Regions from separate parts of the Mus musculus genome. Here region 1 is linked to region 2. The links are chromatin contacts, called in public Hi-C maps. All regions are on one chromosome and are shown on one strand. Each heading gives the region's core, a stretch centred on a gene start, on an enhancer-like site or on the middle of the called end of the contact. The rest is flanking DNA. Distances are from core to core; before and after follow the strand shown.

Region 1 (7,082 bases), core at 4,140-6,639, 71 kb before region 2:
ACAACACAGACAAGAAGATACGGCTACATTTTAAAAGTTCAGTTTATTACCAGTCCCGACACCCCCCTCTCTTTTGAACGATTAAAAGTTTATGTAGGAAATTTTGAAAATACTAATCAAAAGTCACCAAACAAGCTGCCCGTGGAATGTGCACACCTATTACCTCAGAGTGGGGGAAAAGTGGAGGTGAGAAGATCAAGAGTTGAAGGCTATCCTCAGCTGGAGTCTCAAGATAAAATAACAAAACGAAACCCAGTCTCATCTCATAACGATGGTAACTGCTGACAAGATCCAGTGTCATCTCTCTAGCACAGATCCTCAAAAGTAGAATGGAAAGATAGATGACTTCTGTGGTCCATGCTGCGTTCCTGGTATGTCAGTAGGTGTTGGCCAAACTGACCGGATCAAGCTGTAACCGGAAGGAAGAATGCCAGGGCCCTTGAAGAGGCATACTGTCCGATAGGTCACAGAAGCTAGACAGCACTCTGCCAATGACTGCTTCTAACTGGTCACCCCCCAGGGTTAGTTTCTACAGTTGATTCAAAGCTGATCTCATGACTCACGTGAAAGTGTCACAGTGTCAAAGAATGAAAACAGAAGCTTTTAGAATGTCCGCACAAGAATTCTCTCAAGACTGAGGCTGGGCTGGGCATGGTGGCGCATGCCTTTGCACTCAGGAGGCAGAGGAAGGAGGATTTCTGAGTTCGAGGCCAGCCTGGTCTACAAAGTGAGTTCCAGGACAGCCAGGGCTACACAGAGAAACCCTGTCTCAAAAAACCAAAAAAAAAAAAAAAAAAAAGACTGAGGCTGGCTTCTGGGTTCTCAGCAGCTCCCATTGGTCTGTGCTTAAAAGGACAATAACCAAATTTCAATTTCTAAGATCTTTGCCCTTCTGTCAAGTAGAGCATTCCCCCAGTCACCCTTGGGATGATTCCTGCTTGGCTCTTAGAGGCCCCTCTTCTTTGTCTTTCCTTGTTGGTTTTTGCCTAATTCTGGCTCCTTCCCAGAGATCCTTTGTGCTGAGAGAAACTGCTTCCTGCTCCTGGCAGCCAGAATTTTAATCTATCTGGTTCAGCCACCAGGTCTTAGAGCCAAGGTCTGCTGGTTAACTTTCTTTCCTCATCAATAAGACGTAGATAGTACTGTCTGTTCAGTGTCTGAGCCTGGTGACAGTCGGGGGAGGGCTGGCTAGTGAGAATTAGATAAATAGAACACAGTGGGGCCCAGGCATTATCAGTTTTGTGCATTTGTTTATGTGGCTTTGCTTATCTGGCTCTCACTGATGGAGAATGAGCCACACCACAGACTGCATATGTTGGTTGGCGTATTTTTGTAGTAATATTTTAATTGCAGAGCCAGCTGCTTATCCTGCTCATGATAATCCTGAATTGAAATATGCCTGCTCTTCTCCCCACAGTTGGCTCCGAAAACCCACCATTAACAGTAATCCGAAAGTTCGTGTACCTGTTGGACCAGAGTGACTTGGATTTCCAGGAGGAGCTGGAGGTAGCCAGGCTACGAGAAGAAGTAGTGACGAAGATCAGGGCCAATCAGCAGCTGGAGAAGGACTTGAACCTAATGGACATCAAGATTGGACTGCTGGTGAAGAACAGGATTACGCTGGAGGTCAGAGAGCAGTGAGCCCCTCCCTCAGCTCCCAGGAGAGAAGTGTGTGTGTGTGTGTGTGTGTGTGTGTGTGTGTGTGTGTGTGTGTGTGTGTGTGTGTGTGTGTATGTGTGTGTGTGCTCAGGAGGACTGGTTCAGGAAAGCGCTTTGGGAATTTTGCGTATATTGCCCAAGGTTTATCATTTTTTGTTATAAGTTACTCATTTTCATGCCCCTTGCCTATGACGTATTTGTAAATCTTTTTAACCACGCTGACAAGATTGGCATCCTTCAAGGTGGTACAGGTTCTGAAATGAAACTCTCATATGATAAAACCTATGCCCATACATACCTTTATAATAAAGCCAAGGCCTTTGTGTTAAGTATTTCACCGTTCTAATACGAAATATTAGGTATGAAATACATATGAAATGTACTAATAGGAAAGTACATCAGCCTGATGACAGCAGGCAGCACAGCAAGGCTGCCAGGGACTCGGGTCTTTTCCCAGAATCACTATTGACTGAGATAAGAAGGCTACAGATGATCCTGATACATTGAAGGGTGGAGCAGTCAGAGCCTCGTGTCCAAGTCCCTGCAAAATGCAGGACAAGTGTGGTCTGCTCCCAATGCACACAGCAGCTGCAACAATCCTAGACAATTTTGTGTATGGAAAAATACATTGTGCATATATGCAGAACACCTCGATTCCAGGCTCCAGTACTTACAAACACACCTATATGAATGAGCAGAAAGCCATTCAAAATTTCTACCTTCAAGATCATTCAATCATCCTACAAGAGCAGAACCTCTGTCATCCACCAGAAACCACAATGAATTAGTCAAGGAATTAGTAACTTTTCTTTCTGCTTTTGAAAATTTAGTTTTGGGGACAGGTTCCTCTTGGCTCACAGTTTGCGGGTACAGTCCATCGAGGCCATGACAGCTGCCGGGTGGGGCTGAGGCAGCAGGAGTGTGTGGCAGCTGCTCACTGCCTCCACATGCCGGAAGCAGAGAGGGGGAACGTGGGTGCTGGTCCGCTGGCCCCATTTTCTATTTTATTTCCTTTGAGGCCCCAGCCTCTGGGCTGGTGCCATCACACTGAAGATGGATCTTCCCTCCTTGTCTACATCTCCCTGCAAACACCCTCATTGACATGCCAGAGGAGTCCCCCTAGGCTGCCCCGAAGATTAACTACTTCAACCATGAATTCAGCCTGACGTCTATACTATGTAACCACTAAAAGGTGTCCTGGAAGACTAGGGACAAGGCGATGGCTTACAGTAGAACAGCAGAAAAGACACTACCTGAATAATATGACTTCTATCAGCAAAGGGAACTTTGTGAAGAAATTCAGGAAAAGAAAACTTTGACATGCTCCCTGAACAACAAGAACAAAATTAACGTTGAGCGTCTGTGCTTCTTAGCCATGTGTGTATCTTACATCTTATGCAGGAAGTGCCAGCTCTAGTCCTTTTTGTGCATTTCAGTTCTGAGTCTTTCTAGTTTTTGGTTGCAAGAGCATCTAAGCCGGGCGGTGGTGGCACACGCCTTTAATCCCAGCACTCGGGAGGCAGAGGCAGGTGGATTTCTGAGTTCCAGGCCAGCCAGGGATACACAGAGAAACCCTGTCTTGAAAAGAAAAGAAAAAGGAAAGGAAAAAGAAAAAGAAGAAGAAAGAAAAGGAAAAAGAAAAAGAGCATGTTTCTCTAATCTGCAGGCATTTTCTCTCATCCTGGAAAGTCATGAAACTTTTTAGCTTTGATGATGGCTGATTTTGTTGTTCCTTTTGTAACTTATATTGTATTATAGTGGAGAATCCGTTGTTCAGTCCAAAGTCAAAATTGCTGGCTAGTTTTCCTTTCTCGGGGTTGGTCATTTCTGCTCCTGTGTGTGTTTCTGTTTTGAGGTTCTTGTGCTGTGAGGTAGGGGGTCTGACTCTTTCCTGGAGGATGTAAGTATCTAGCTGTTCCACCATCATGTTTTTAAAAAGAGTACTCTTTCTTCATTTAATTTTCTGATGCCTGCATTAAATCCTGAGAGCAAACAAGTACAGCTTTGGATAAAGCCTATGGCAAAGCCTGAACTCATCTACCAGGGGCACTTCTTCAATTTAATTTAATTTCAAGGTCCCCTCTTCCTTTGTTTCCAGGGGAAGGAAACAGAAAATGCACGTTGTGGTGGGTCTTGGTTTGGTTTTTATTGCTGTGAAGAGACGCCATGACTAAGGCAACTCTTATTTTAAAGAAAAAGAAATTTTTTTTTAATTGGGCTGGCTTACAGTTTCAGAGGTCCAGTCCATTTCATCATGGCAGAAAGCATGGCAGCATGCAGGCAGACGTGGTGCTGGAGGAGCCGAGAGTTCTACATCTTGATCCACTGGCAACAGAAAAATGTGTTCCACACTGGGCAGGGCTTGAGTATATGAGACCTCATTGCCCACTCCCACAGTGACACACTTCCTCCAGCAAGACTACACTGACTCCAAGAAGGCCACACCTCCTAATAGTGCCATTCCCTATGGGCCAAGCATTCAAACACTTGAGGTCTATGGGGGCCATCCTATTCAAACCCAAGGAGGTTGTGGGGGGGAGAGGCAGAGACAGAGACAGAATGTGTGTGTGTGTGTGTGTGTGTGTGTGTGTGTGTGTGTGTGTGTGTGTGTGTGTGTGTGTAGGAAAATGATAAAGTGTACCAAGGTAAAAATAACGATGTCATAAAATTCTTCACAGGATGTAATCTCACACAGAAAAAAGCTGAATAAGAAAAAAGGTGGTGAAATAGAAATACTGAATAACACTGACAACAAGGGAATTAAAAGCTTGAGTAAGGAGAGACGGAAAACACTGGAGACCTACCAGCAACTGTTCTACCTCCTCCAGGTGAGCGAGCTTCTCCTCCACTCTGGCTTGTGGATAAACAACAAGCTTCCCACTATGGATCCTCGCCCATGCTCCAGCCAACAGCTTAGTTACATGCTCTATGTGAACATCATAATAACAGCTTTGTATAACATTTATAATAATAGCTTAGGAAATGCTTTACTAAGTACTAACCGTTAACGTTAGGTGCTTTATGTAGAGTAACTCATTGAATTCTTGACCTAGCCCTGAGCATCAGGATAAGGAATGGCATTCTTCCCATACTGCAGATGAAAAACCTCAGACCCAACCAATAAACAGTAGGCAGCATGCAGGCAGTTAGCCTTCAGGCTCGCTCCCTTCACAACTGCACTGTACCTCAGTGATGTGCAGAAGCAACGTGAAGTTCATCATGATGACCTCAGCATGCCATTAAAGGTTTCATGTCAACCGATGACAAAACTAGTCACTAGAAAAGCAAATCTGTGCCAGGGACAGACCTCCTCCTTTGGGAGCCAGAGCCAGAGAGGTGGGACTATTTTGACGTCATTATTTTCATGGCATTATTTTCTGAGCCGAATGAGTCATAATTTGACATGGCATCCAGGGTACCGGATTATGGTTGGACTTTGATGGGCTGGCTATTGGTTTGTTCCCTGTTGACAATCTGATTACACACTGAGGGACCTGGGCAAGTACAAGCCATTAGCAGCAGACTCCACACCAGCAGGAAAACCACCCACCCTCAAAGAGGTGGGCCAGTAGTAGTTCATTGTGTGGCTCCAGGCCTGCAGGTGCCTGAACCTTTGTTGTTCCCTGGATCGGATACTTAGAAGAACTCACTGCATGCAAGAGCCCCACGGAAAGTACTAAATAACAGATTGGAGAATGACTTCAAATGGATATATGTGCCTCTGATGGCCACTATGTGGCAGCATAGGAGGAAAAATATCCGTGCTTTTACCTTTGCCTGTGCAATTCACTCCTGACCTGCAACCTTTCCCTAAAGGAAGAGCCCCTCCCCACTCCCCGCTCCCTGCTCCCCGCCCCCTGCCCCCCCCCCGCCCCCACCGCCACCTCCACTGTGGCCACCTTAAGCAGAGATGCTTTGCTTATCCAATTTAGAGTAGTGGTCAAGCCGTGGCTGAGTGTTTAAGTCGGAGGAACTCCTCAGCTGCTTGTAGTCCAGGCCTTTACCTCTCCTTGAGTCCAAGGCCAGTGATGAAATGGTAGGAAAGAAAATGGCCTGGATTCCTGTCGCCCTATGATCACACGTTAGTCGGGACTCTTCTCCACAGCTGTCCAGCCAGGAGAGGACGTGCTTAGGTCTGTGTCTCTAGCACGAGCTACACGGGGAAATAAATTCTTTTAAAACCATGATACCTACATTTAGTTATCAGTAGAAAAGAGGCTAGCAGTCTAGGAAAACATTGTCCTGGGCTGGAGAGATGGCTCAGTGGCCAAGAGCACTGCAGATGACCCAGGTTTGGCTCCCAGCATCCACTTGAGTTGGCGTCTGTAATTCTAGTTCTGGGGTATGTGTAACTCCAGTTCTGGGGTATCTGACACCCTCTCGTGGTCTCCAACACCTGCACATAAAGTGCACATGCAGGCAAGCAGACGCACACATTTAAAAAAAAAGTTTTTAAATTAAAAAGAAAATAGAGTCCAGGGTATTTTATGCACAGAACTTTATCCCAACACTCTGATCTCAAAACTAGAGTAGCAACAGAAACCAGGATCTGGTTTTTCTTGGAAACCTTCAGGCCACGCAGCTAGGGCATCCTGAGTGAGTCTTAGCTGCCAAGCATACTAACATTGACCATTGTCTTTTCTCACGAGCAGTGAGAAGAAGAGTGGCCCATCTTTCTGTGTGAATTCCTCTCTCTCTGTATACACTATATTTTCTCCTTTAACTTTGGTCCAGCCGGCAAAGCTGCCAGAGGAAGACGCTTAGACCAAAGGCTGGCTCTAATTTCACTCTCTTCTCTGGAACTCTGTTGTCTTTAAATTCCTGTCAATTTCTTGAACTCCTTTTATTCTTGGGGGGGGGGGCTGGGGGCAGGTGGGTCCTTGTTTTGACTCATGTTCTTTCTGGAATTTCTCTTGTTGGCTATTCTGACCCCACCCCCACCCTCCCCAGCCTTATTCTTTCTCCCTCTTTGGAGAATGTCATGGCGGGCTGGCTCACTGTCTCCATGTGTAAGCAGGGCCTTTTCTTTCTCCTTCTAGGCACAGATGGTGTGTATTTCCTTCTGTTTACCTGTCAATCTTTCTAGGCCAGCTTGGCTACTTCAGTCTGTTCCTTTCTCCTCAGTTCAGATTCTATGGGCCCACCTCCTCTTCTGTGTCTCTCTAATAAACATTATATGTCGTTAAAAGTACAAAAATGTATAAAAGACGACTATAGCAAACAAACCATGTAATAAGCAGCACTAACATGTTATAATGTTTCAATGTAGCTTCCTAAACTGTCATTGTATAATATTAGCTGATCTCTGCCAGAGGCTGTGTGCTAGGACCCATCTGTTCCTCACGACACATTCAGTCACGGGAGAGCCGAGAATCAGATGCCACGCTCTGCTTTCGTAGACATCAGCCTCTAGCTGACGGCTC
Region 2 (6,865 bases), core at 300-2,799:
GGTGCACGCCTTTAACCCCAGCACTCGGGAAGCAGAGGCAGGCAGATTTCTGAGTTCGAGGCCAGCCTGGTCTACAAAGTGAGTTCCAGGACAGCCAGGGCTACACAGAGAAACCCTGTCTCGAGAAAAAAAAAAAAAAAAGAGAGGCAGCCTTTGCAAAGTTGGCTTGTTTGGAGGGCCAGTTGTCTACTGTATGGAATTCTTTGGTCCTTAAGATAATTTTCAGAGCAATTGTTTTATTACAATAAAAGTGAAGTGGTTTTGTTGCTGTTGTTTTGAGACAAAGTTTCACTGTGTAGTTCAGACTGGTTTCATTCATACATTCATAAATACATACATACATACATACATACATACATACATACATACATACATACATAATAACTATTGGTTTCTCAAAGCAGGGTTTCTCTGGCTGTCCTGGAATTCTCTTTATAGGCCAGGCTGACTTCAGACTCACAGAGATCCGCCTGCTTCTGCCTCCCGAGTGCTGAGATTAAAGGTGTGTGCCACCACTGCCTGGCTAGGATTCATACTTTTGATCCCTCAGGTCGGCCGGCCTCCCAGGCAGAGGGATTGAAGGTAGACACCACCACACCCACTACACTGGGGCAGTTTGTAAAGCAGCAGCAACCTGTGCTTAGCTCGGCTTAATTCATGTGTTTGAGGCAATACCTATCTTCCTGAGAGTTCCCTCCCTTGCAGAGGTTTAGTCTGTTGCTATGTATTGTAATGCTAAGCGCAGGCCCCCAAGGCCTGGTTGCCACAGAGATGAGAGAGTCTGCACGTAGACACATAAGAGTGATGCTATATGACCTTGCCCCCAAGTTACTTCTGATTGGTGAATAACGATGCTGGGCAGAAGACGCATAGAAGGTGGAGGTGGGGGTGGGGAGTAGACTGGAGGGGGTATTAGGGTTCCCAGGCTTGGGGTTGGAGAAGAATCATGAGGGGGGAGAAGAAGGTGGATAGACAAGAAAGCCTCCATGGGTTAGGTGAGTCATGAAATAATGGCCATGTGGGTTAGCTAATTGGAGTTAAGAGTAGCCCAGATGAAACATGGCAAATTATATAACGAGATTATTGGCTGGGAAATTAGCATAATGCCATAGAGGATAGACATCTGCCCAGCTCTGTGCTGATTAAGGTTTATTGTAAATATAAAAGTTATATGTGTGTGTTTGTTTTATCTAGGAACTAAATGGCTAAAGGCAGGGTCAAAAACAAAAAACGAAAAACAAAAAAACCAAACAAACAAAGACAAAAAACAGCACACAGTTTGGGATTAAATTTTTCTGCAACACTCCCTTCTTAGGTTCTTTTTTTTGGGGGGGGGTAGTTTAAAGGGCTCCAGTCTCCACAAAACTGTGGGATTTTAAGCGTGTTGACTGTGCTTTTTAGAGATAGTGCCAATAGCTCTAGTGCAGATAGCCCAAGTGCCTAGAGGCCAGAAAACAGACTAACTGCTGCTTCTCACAGTCTGGCTGCAAGATAGTGACCTCGAGGACACCCGTGCTAGTTAATACCAGGAATGTTAGTCTTGCCCATGCCATGAAACAGACCCTGAGGCAAATGACTCAGCCCAAGGACCATCACTACTGATCAGTGACTCCCACAGTGCCTGGGAACAATAAAGATCTGAGAGCACACCAAGACAGTTCAATTCATGTTCAGAGTGTGACTTGTTTTGTTTCCTATTTGTACGCTCCCTACGTCCCATGAATACACACAACTTCAACAGAAGAGCAACTCACATTACAACAAAAGTAAAGTATAATAACAAAGCCAAACAACAGACCCCTCCTGAACATCTGCCATCCACAACTAATGCTTTGCACATGGATAGGTTATTCCAGCAGTGGGTACAGAGATCCAGAACCTATAAAAATTCTTCCAGAATTATGGAGTCTTGTGAAGCCTGGGACCTTCAGCATCAAGAACAGGCACAGTACGTTTCGGAGCTAGACTCCGAAGCCACAGCTGCTTCCATCTGTCCCGGCGGCTACTAGGAACATTAGTGTCATACTCTCTCCCCACAGTCAGCCAGAACCTAACCATGACTAAGGCTTCAGGCTTACGTCACAAAGCAACTTGCTTATCTTCTGGAACTCTTCATTCATCAAACAGCAAACATCGTTCACCCAAAACACCAGACTTTGAAAACTACAGAAATTATTTAGTCCTTTTACTGAAAATGAATTTATCCAAATAAGTCCTCATTTGAGAAAATTGGTAAACCCCTCTTCAAGGCCATTTCTTAATTTTATTTTACTCTTATTGTGTGTGTGTGTGTGTGTGTCTCTGTGTGTGTGTGTGTGTGTATGTGTGTCTGTGTGTGTATGTGTATGTGTGTGTATGTGTGTGTCTGTGTGTGTGTCTGTGTATGTGTGTCTGTGTATGTGTGTGTATGTATGTGTGTCTGTGTGTGTGTCTGTGTATGTGTGTGTATGTGTATGTATGTGTGTGTCTGTGTGTGTATGTGTGTATGTGTGTATGTCTGTGTGTGTATGTGTGTGTATGTGTGTATGAATGTGTATGTATGTGTGTGTCTGTGTGTGTATGTGTGTGTGTGTATATGTGTGTGAATGTGTGTATATCTGTGTGTATATGTGTATGTGTGTATGTATGTGTGTATGTGTATATATGTATGTGTATGTGTGTATGTATGTGTGTATGTGTGTATGTATGTGTATGTATGTGTGTGTATGTGTGTGTCTGTGTGTGTGTCTGTGTATGTATGTGTGTGTATGTGTGTATGTCTGTGTGTGTATGTTTGTGTGTGTATGTATGTGTGTGTCTGTGTGTGTATGTGTGTGTCTGTGTGTGTATATGTGTATGTGTATATGTGTATATATATATATGTGTGTGTGTGTGTGTATGTGTGTGTGTGTGTGTTTGCACCATAAGCATGAAGGTACTAATGGAGACCAGAAAAGGGCATCAGAATCCCTGGCACTGGCATCACAGGCAGTGATTAACCACACGAAGTGAGAACAAAGAACCAAACCCAGGTCTCCTAAAAGAGTAGCATGTGCTCTTGACAACTGAGTCATCTCTTCAGCTCTGCCACCATAGGCCCTTTTATTTTTATATTGTATCTTTGAGTCCTAAAACTCCTTTAGAGACAAAGGTACTGGGTATAGCAACCATACTACAGCCCAGAATAGGACAGGCACTTGTTGCTAAGGTTCCAGGAAAGTCAGACAAATGGCCCTGCTGTTGTATCGGGACCATGAGCTGAGTTAGGACAGCCACAGGATGATGAGGGAAGAGGGATCTGCATGTCTCCCATCCTCAAGCAGACTACCCCCCCACACACACACACACCCACCCACCCACACAGAGAGATGGCAAAGGCACCAAGCATAAGAGTAGGGCTAGGAATGTGGCTCAGTTGATAAAATGCTTTTCTGGCAAGCACTCAGGCATGAGTTCCATTCCTAGAACCCATCTTTTTAAAACAACACAAGGTGTAGTGGTGTATGCTAGTTTTCCCGGTGCTGAGGAAGCTGAGGTCAGTAAGCTCAGTGGGGAGAGCCTGGCCTACTTGGTAAGGTTCAGGCCAAGGAAATCCTATCTTAACAAGGTAGGAGCCATGAGGTGGTCAGAGGATCAAGGTATTTGCTGCCAAGTCTGATACTCTGAGTGTGGTCAGTCCTTGGGGTCCACATGATGAAGGGAAAGAATAGAGCTCTCTCTGACCTCCACATCTGTGCCATGGTATACATAGACACACACCTACATACATATCCCTACCCAAACACACACACATACATTCTCCTGCTGCACATACACCTCTACACAAACACAGAGACACACCGACATATATACACACCTATACACATATCTCTACACAAATACACACACCTTCATACACACCCCTACACAAACACACACACATGATATACCCTTATCCAAATACACATACCTACAAATATACCCCTACTCTACACATATACCACCTATACAAATATACACACACCTATACACACACACACACACACACACACAAATAAGAGGACACAACTTGGGTGGGCACACCATTAAAAATAACTTCCTTACCACAGTCATATTCAATTGGTCAATCTAGACACAGGTCACCCAAGGCCACCTAGAGTCAAGGAGACATAAAACTGGACAAGGTCTCTTCAGGGAAAGGATTTCAAAGCCACTAGACCAAGCCATAGGAAGGGATGAAGACTTGAACCCATTGTTGCAATGTTCTTACAGAATGACTGAAAACTCATCTTAGTAACACCAATGTTTAGCTTACCATCCACTGTTGCTAAAACACAGTCCAGTGTCTAAGATTTTTCAGTTATTTTAATATGTTTTTTAAAAAACAACAAAAGAATTGTAAAGTATCCAAAAGAATTGAGACCCAGACTCAAAGTAGACAGCACACGCCTCCGGAGGATCGGGGAAAGATAAGACCTCGAAACAGTGCCAATTTGTATAACAGGAAATGCAACGCTGCAAGCCTGTTGTGGTTTGCTCTGTTCTGTTTTGCGGTTTTGTCAAAGCTGGAAATCACTGAACCCAGGGCTTTGCACTCGCCAGGCAAGTGCTGTACCACAGAGCTCCATCACCAGCCCGAGTGTGGCAGTCTAGTGGAAGACTCAAATAGGTCACTTCCTCCAGCAGAGGTTCATCGGAAAATGACCAGTCATGGGAAAAAATGGTGTGATGGAGAAGTTTCCACCCTGCAGTGCCAGCATAGCCTGGGGGACCGCTGTTAGTGGTCTGGTTCCAATCACAACCTCTGACTTTTTAAAGTCATAATAATCATGCTCTCAGTGTGACCTTGGAAGAAGGCTGGCAAAGGCAAATGTCATGAGCTGTGTTCGTCTCTGTTTCCGATTTAACTCAATTTCAGTTGCTATTGTGCTTCTTTTGATACGTAAGCTTTGCTTCCTAAAATGGCCCTGTCTCAGATGCTATCTGTAGCCTCATCCTCCTATTTTTTTTTTTTTGAATAACCTTTTTGCAAGAATTCCCATACGGAATCATGTAGGCATATCTTATTTCTTGACACGGGCATATTCAGTCCCACTCGTTGGAAAGGAATCATTGGAAGGGTGGAGCATTTCTCTCTGATAGGAATGAGAGATAGGCAGGGCGGCGATGGTGGCGCATGCCTTTAATCCCAGCACTTGGGAGGTAGAAGAAGGCAGATTTCTGAGTTCGAGGCCAGCCTGGTCTACAGAGTGAGTTCCAGGACAGCCAGAGCTACACAGAGAAACCCTGTCTCAAAACAAACAAACAAACCAACCAACAAAAAGGAATGAGAGGTAGAACTTGGTAGGGCTCAGAGAGTAGGCCATAGGTCCACGAACTACATTTGTATTTAAGAGTCAAATTACAGGGATGATGGGATGGTCCAGTGTGTAGATGCTCTTGCCACCAAGCCTGATGACGTAAGTTCTCTCCTCCGGTGAAAGGAGAAGCTGACCCCCTACGGTTGTGTTCTCACCTCCACACATGTGCCATGGCATGTGTGATACATACGTTACATAAATAAGTACATATTCTTTTAAAGAGCCTGGATGTATAGGCTTAAAGTGAGCTTGGTTTGTGCACTAGCTCTTGATGGGGAGAGCTTTGCCCTGTCATTGCCCTATTCAATGGGCAGGTATGAATGGGTGCACAGTGCCTTTCAGGCCCTACTTTTCCTCCCAACCTTTCTCACCCGCTCCTCAGTCACCAAGTATATCTGCTTCTGAGAGCCCAAAGCAAGTGTTCTTCCAGGTACACGGGAGGGGCCCCCAGGAAGGTGTCTGAGTTAGAGACTGTAGGCAGGATGTTGGGTGATGGAGGACTAACCTTGCACATGGGAGGAAGATCGGCATTCCAGAGCTTCAGATCACAAAGTGCTCCTGGAAAGCAGAGTAGGAGATAAAGCCATAAAGCTGGCAGTGTAGGTGGGGCCAAGTGGATGGGTTGGCAAGCCACACTTGGCCAACTGGACTTTACCTGGTGGAAGCCCTCTGAGCCTATCAACAGTTTACTGATTGGATGTGATTTGAGCTTTGGAGAGGGGGTAGCATGAAGATGGACAAAAGGGGTAAGCAAGAGTCAGGGCTTTGGGGGGGGGCTCTGACATTTGACACTCCGCCCCCAAAACCACCTACATCACTTTGAGCCAAGTTCAAATCTCACACCCTATTAGACCTCATGAATTTCAAAGTAAATTCCCATTGACTAAGAGAACTCAAAGCAGCTCTGGATACTAGAGCTTGCCTCCAAGTCTGCCCTTTCAAACTCTGATCTCCGTGCTCCCGCTTCCTCCTCAGCTCTCCACTCCTACCCTCACAGAACCCACAAGGCCTGGGCCTGCGCAGTGATGCTCACATCAGGTCAGTCTGCTTAGGCCAGATCTCCCTTGGGCTGTCAGAAGGCTTTAAGCCTGGCAAGCCCGGGAGAAGAGTGAGAGCCCTTTGCTTCACTCTGGACGTAGGAGTTGTCAGCCAGGGTCAGTCAGCTCAAACCTGGCCTTTGTTCCATTCTGCTGCTTCCCTCAGGCTCCAAGTCAGATGCTCTTCTGGGATGGTCCTCAGGCAGACTCTCATATCCTACTGAGAGGCAGGTCCAGGAATCCCATAGGAGGCAGCTGGGGCCTGGGTGCTTAGAGGGAGTACCTGGTGATTTTCATGAAGACGGCCAGCTCTGCTCCACCATCCTGAGGAGAAGGGCTTTGAAGCACAGTGAACGCCTGAGCCCCTCTCAGGAGTCTCTCAGAGCACTTGTGAGCCTGTTCCTGCTGTTTCCCAGAGGCCTGCAGACAACCTGAGCCTGCCTCTGGTGTTGAGTCTACAGACTCTCCAAGACAATGCAGAACAGAGCATGTACTTGAACAAATCCTCTC

Evidence for each region. Hi-C and Micro-C count contacts between places; a contact is called where the count stands out from the background.
Region 1: a contact with region 2 is called in a Hi-C map of the N1E-115 cell line, with 2.4 times the contacts expected there. The contact joins two enhancer-like sites. A contact is called at or near these places in 10 of 484 Hi-C or Micro-C datasets (the C2C12 cell line, the N1E-115 cell line, embryonic stem cells and 3 more), 10 of 115 datasets of contacts at active chromatin or transcription factors (cardiomyocytes, embryonic fibroblasts, embryonic stem cells and 2 more) and 5 of 9 other capture datasets (adipose tissue, embryonic stem cells, embryonic tail and 2 more).

Annotation. Positions count from the first base shown.
Region 1 is chr13:95,665,773-95,672,854 of GRCm38.p6, reverse strand. Iqgap2 (IQ motif containing GTPase activating protein 2) reads left to right here. Exons shown (of 36, transcript NM_027711.1): 21 at 1,418-1,626; 22 at 4,338-4,487. It overlaps Gm33074 (a long non-coding RNA gene), which reads right to left and starts at 718. Exons shown (of 2, transcript XR_382776.3): 1 at 164-718. Within about 2 kb of position 5,389, at least 8 of the 459 cell types and tissues checked have an H3K27ac peak or open chromatin away from gene starts, as enhancers often do. A contact at or near this core is called in the N1E-115 cell line, where this site is marked.
Region 2 is chr13:95,590,770-95,597,634 of GRCm38.p6, reverse strand. No RefSeq gene overlaps it. Among named protein-coding and RNA genes, the nearest start is that of F2r, 24 kb to the left of the region's middle. Within about 2 kb of position 1,549, at least 13 of the 459 cell types and tissues checked have an H3K27ac peak or open chromatin away from gene starts, as enhancers often do. A contact at or near this core is called in the N1E-115 cell line, where this site is marked.